Linked DNA regions of Mus musculus: region 1 is linked to region 2. The links are chromatin contacts, called in public HiChIP or PLAC-seq maps. All regions are on one chromosome and are shown on one strand. The core of a region is the stretch at or near the end of the contact, and the rest is flanking DNA. Distances in the headings are between cores, read along the strand shown.

The links. HiChIP or PLAC-seq counts read pairs in DNA pulled down with a chosen protein or histone mark.
Region 1: a contact with region 2 is called in an H3K27ac HiChIP or PLAC-seq map of hepatocytes, with 3 times the contacts expected there. The contact joins the promoter of Smim13 here to the enhancer-like site in region 2. A contact is called at or near these places in 8 of 484 Hi-C or Micro-C datasets (Sertoli cells and liver), 2 of 115 datasets of contacts at active chromatin or transcription factors (hepatocytes and liver) and 1 of 9 other capture datasets (embryonic stem cells).

Annotation. Positions count from the first base shown.
Region 1 is chr13:41,248,513-41,251,212 of GRCm38.p6, reverse strand. It overlaps Smim13 (small integral membrane protein 13), which reads right to left and starts at 1,369. Exons shown (of 2, transcript NM_001135577.2): 1 at 899-1,369. The coding sequence starts at 974.
Region 2 is chr13:41,191,970-41,194,669 of GRCm38.p6, reverse strand. Elovl2 (elongation of very long chain fatty acids (FEN1/Elo2, SUR4/Elo3, yeast)-like 2) reads left to right here. Exons shown (of 8, transcript NM_019423.2): 3 at 1-23. Among named protein-coding and RNA genes, the nearest start is that of Elovl2, 27 kb to the left of the region's middle. Within about 2 kb of position 1,364, at least 2 of the 459 cell types and tissues checked have an H3K27ac peak or open chromatin away from gene starts, as enhancers often do. A contact at or near this core is called in hepatocytes, where this site is marked.

The DNA of each region.
Region 1 (2,700 bases), core at 120-2,619, 57 kb before region 2:
TGACAAAATTTAAATACACATATAGGTGTCTAAATATGTAAGTGCATATCTTTCCAAATATAGCTACTGGACTGAGCATTAACTATGTAAGAATAAGCTTTACAGTATTTATAAAATTTTAACCCAATACTCCATCACTTCAAACCCATACTTGGTCTTCTAAATACCAGTGCTTACTGTCATTTATTTGAAATACTCTCCAAACTCTCACAATTGTTCAGTCTCCTGGCTGAGACCTGTGGTTATCAGCTATGTGCATAACGAATTAAGAGGGATGGAAAACACGCCATGAGAACAGTTTAACGTTCCTTCCCTCCTGGGAAGAGAAGTACACAGCAGCAGACCAAACAGCCCCAGGACAGCAGAACCAAGATAAGGTTCCCTGACCCTGGAAGTTTATTACCGCCAGTGGTGTTTTTTTTTTTTTTTTTTTTTTTTTTTTTTTTTTTTGGCTCTGCCCATTATCAAGTAGGCTGGGAATTTGGTTAAAGCCTGAACTTGGAAGTAAACAAACAGCTTCACGTGCGCTGGAAACCCAAAAGGTGATGAAATCTCTCACTAGGTTCAGAACATCCAAATAAAAAGATGAAACCGATCACTGCTCCTTCGAATACAGGCCACGGTGAAAGATCTGGGTAGGCTGTGGCATTATGGCAACCAAGGACAAACCTGCCGGGGAAGCAGAAACGTGCTTCTACCTCGAGTCAGGATGCCAGACCTGAAGGTTCGCTGAGCCTGAAGGTTCGTGATGCCCGGGCGACCTGCCCTGAGCAAGAGGCATGACTCCTCTAAACTCGGTCTTGGGAGCCCGGTGGCCACCGAGACCACCGAGGTGATCACCGTGGACACTTGTCCACGCGAGCTTTCCCGACCGCCCCCGGCGTTACCCCCCACTCACCGCACACCATCAGCAACAGGACGATCAGCAGCGTGGCCACGAACACCAGCAGGGTCAGCCCCACGTTGTGCCACATTTTGAGAGCTGGGGGGTGGGCGCGGGCTCAGCGGCGGGCGGCAGAGCGGCGGGGCGGCATGGACCGCGGGTGCCCGAGGGCAGCGCCCCCAGGGGGCGGAACTTGGCGGTGCGGGGGCGGGCCGCGACGGGACCGGCCCTCAGACCTGCCCCCGGCCGGGGCGACCGAGTCGCTGGTGGAGCGGGCCTTGGGACGCCACTACCGCCTCCTCATCGCTCCGGGGAGCCGGAGCCACGGCGAGCGGAGAGGCCGGCGACGGACGGACGCGCTGCCATGGCGGACGTCGAGGCGGGGAAAGAGTGATCTGGAGGTGGCGCGGCGAACGCCAGGCCCTGGCTGCAGCTCACTCGAGGTCCCCCTCCTCCCTCGGAGACGCCAGATGTCAACCACTCCCCGAGGCCGCTGCAGCTGCTCCTCCGCTCCCCGCCCCCTCCCCCGCGGTAGCTCATCACCAAGCACCCACTCCGCAGCGACTCAGCCGCTGCGCGAGGCCTGCTGGGTAATGTAGTGCAAAGATCGGCGAGAGCTCCAGGTCTCCGCCCAGCAACGAACTACCACTCCCAGGAGTCAACGCTGCTCCGGCTTCTCCTTGCTCTCCTTTCCCGTCCCCTGTGCCTTTGGTGTTCTTGAGCCGCCACCTCCAACTTAGAGACTGCTGATTCTTGTTCTCAAGACTGTGCGTCGGACTGTCTCCCTGCCGAGGTGCCAGTTACATTTCAGCCGTTAATTCAAATACAAAATTGGTTTTAGTGAGCAAAAGGGAAAAGAGGATGGCTGTTGCCTGAAAAACAGGTTGTACTTGAACCCAACCTATTGCTCCCGGCAAAGGTTAGTTACTTGTGAGGAAATAAGTCCCCTGACGTCAGAATCTGGAAAGCCTTCCCCCTCCCCCAGCAACAGATGTTGTGTTGTGTTTTCACAGATAGTACGCTTCAGAAGTAACTGGTGAGTGACTTAGAGACATCTGTGCTCTTAATTCACCTACCTGTTTAGCAAGTTTCGTTCTGTTGTCTCCTTTAATTCAAGCAACATCTGGCCAACAGCCAAAGGTTTTGCCACATTTGCTTGAACTAACTTCTGAAAAACAAGGTATTTATCTCAAGTCCTTTTTTTCTATTTGAAATTAAAACTCCCAGTTCTGCCACATCTGTTAACGCAAGAGGTGATCAGCCCTTTCCTCCCTGAGAAATCAAGGCTTTCGCCTTCCACTGCAACTCTGTGCTAGCCATTCCCAGATGCCCTACTGTGTAAACTGCTTTCCAGCTAAGACGCAGCATAAAAATACATCAAGGCATTACTGGCTTTGCGCAAGATTTAATATACAGTTCCTGTGGAGAGAGTTGAGCTCGATGCAATAAATTTAGAAATCAACTTATTCATTTTTAGCAGATGATCCAACTCACTTGCATAACGGAGCACGTTTGATTTACAATCTGGTTGAAAGGAATACATTTGAATAGATCTAGTTCAAAAGAAATCAGGAAGAATCCAGACCTTTTTACCTTCTCTTTCATTCACATACAACAAACACTTCTGTGTGCTCTGGACTTCTTTGAGGTGCCAAGGATAAAGCCATGGCAGGGGCTGGTGAGATGGCACTGACTGCCCTTTCCGAAGGTCCTGAGTTCAAATCCTAGCAACCACATGATGGCTCATGACCATCCGTAATGAGATCCGATGTCCTCTTCTGTCAGAAGACAGCTAGAGTGTACTTATGTATAATAAT
Region 2 (2,700 bases), core at 115-2,614:
TTTCTGCGTATATGCTGGTGGAGGTAAGTGGCTGTGGCCTGCACTCTGGCTTGCTTCACTCAGCACGCATCTGAGTTTGAGAACTGGTTAGGTGGACCTTCCAGAGCTGTGCAAGGTTGCAGTTACTGCTTCTCTACCCTGCCAGAACCTGAGAACGTTGTTCTCGCACTGATGCTCTGCCTATCCAAAGTGTCAGAAGCCCTTGTTCAACTTGAGTTTGGGCCTATTTCTGTGTTCCTTAGCCAAATTAAAATTAGAATCGTGACTTGGCTTGAAAGGGCTTTGGAAGGTCATGTCTTATACTTTTCTTCCTTTATATACAGTATGAATCTAAGGCTTAGAAGAGTACTCTGTATTGTAAAGGTCAAGTTTCACATGCAGTTAGTGTACAAGTTCATGTACAGAGATGCAGATGCTCCCGTGCAGAGTCCTACCCAGTCTTTGGAATGTGCTGGCAAGGCTGGCTTGACGCTAGTCGGCTCCAGCTGCCTACAAGCCTTCACCCTTTAGCTGCTTCTCAGCCTGCACAGCATCAAACCAAAGGCAGAGGCAATGGCCACTTTGCCCAATACCAGGAGAAATCTGAAAGTATTCAACTTGCTCTAGCAAAAAATAAAGAAGAGACAAAACCAGTCATTTTTAAGGAAAAATTAGGATGAAGCCACCCATCCATAAAGGTTATAAATGGGTAGTAATGATGCACCATGTCGGACTTTCCCACTGTCCATGAGTTTTAAAAGGCGGTACATGCTTGTCTTAAAATGCAGGTTTCTCACTGTGACCTAACTTGTGCACTAGCTAATGTTCGCCATGTTAATAGTAGCCATTAGCTATTGCCATAGTGACTGAAATGAAGTGCTGGTGGGTGGAATCTGTGGAGAGAGAAGCTGTATAAACAGTCTCAGTATCTTAGCACACAGGGGCCACTACGTCTTCTGACACAGAAAGACAACTGTAGGTTCTTTATTAAAGTGTATTTAGTATAGTAGGTGTAAGCTGGTCAGATAAAGTGATGGATTTAGTTCTTCTAACACAGACTTTTTCTATGTAGCACTGGCTCTCCTGGAACTCACTATATAAACCAGGTTGGCCTTGAATTCATGAGAGGTTCATCTACCTCTGCCTCCTGAATGCTGGGAATAAAAGTGTGTGTCACACACACACACACACACACACACACACCAGGAGCAAGCCTGGAAACCCACAGCATTGCATGCAGGCTGCAGCTGCAAGTAGTTTGGATTGAGGTGAAGAGGGCGGGCTGAAGCCAATAAACTGACTTCAGGTGAGGTTTGGAGTTACTGCGTTCACACCAGCTTAAGGCTACTCTTCTTTGACAAGCTTGTTTAATTTCTTTCAGTACAAAGGTCAGATTAGATGACTCTGGTACACAAGCCAGTTAGAGGGTTGTGAATAGCCCAGGAGGCAGCTTCCTAATTCTGCTACAGCTACCAAGTGGTTAGAAAGGTAGAACAGGATCGATGACAGCCTGACAAACAGAATATCCTGGTCTTCACGCTAAGGGTCACACTGCACTGTTAGTATAGAAAGCAAATGTATGTATGTATGTGTGTGTGTGTGTGTGTGTGTGTGTGTGTGTGTGTGTGTGTGTCTTAACCCTTTAGCTACAGCTCTCATCCTTCAGGTGTTTTAAATATCTGTATGCAATGTAGCTTTCTTAGTCTGAAAACTGCACCAGCACACACAATAAACATACTTACCCTCACTTATCCTTTCTGGGATCCTGGGTCTCCAGCCTGCAGCAGGTGGGCATCAGGGACATGAGCAGAAAGCCCAGGAGGCTGCCAGGACCTGGTCCATACTAGAGTGCCTTGGGAAACTCCGAGTTTCTGCACTCGATGGCCTTACTGACCCTCGGAACCACATTACCTGATGATGCTGCTGTGAGAAGAGAGAGACACCAACTACATCTGGACAGTGACGAGGCCAAGGCTCCAAACATCAGTTGCTTAGACATCAGTAACGTTAAGGCAGAGGAAAATTCTAGGCTTGGCCTCGTCCAGGAAAACTTTATCTTCTAGAATTTAAAATTGTTACAGGGAGAGAGCTGCTTTTGTAGGATTTTCAGTGAGGCATGTTTTCTCATGTCACAGAAAGAACAGAAAAGAATGAATTAGGAACTCTGAGTTGCAGTGATGTGCCCACCACTGCTTGGCTGTGGCCCTGAGCACATCGCTCATCACCACTGTCTCGCTTTCTCTGGGAATGGGACAAAGATGGCTAGATGACCTGCTTTTTGTTAGAGAATAGTGGGGAAGGTAGTCACGCAAATTATTTGATTATCAAGTAACACAGACACTAAAAAAAATACAAGGAGTGTCTGACCTCTTTAAATATCTATAAAATTATAATGTACATCTCATAGGATTATTGAAACTGAAAAGATTAGAGTTATAAACAAATGTGAGGAAACTTCACTATATTGTAGAAACAGACAGCTTTGGGGTGACCTGAACAGTTAGAAGACAAAAACACGTGCTGGGATCTGCTCACTGTGAGTGGTGATCCCTTGCTAGTGCTGGAGGACAAAACTGGGTCTGATTCGGGACTGCTTCTGCCCTGAGTACGAGGTGACGTTAGTTGGGATGTGTCATTCCGTATCACCGCAGCCTTGTTGGGATGTGTTGTTCAGTATCGCTGCATCCTGGTGTTGATCTCTTTCCCTTTCTTGGTGCTCTG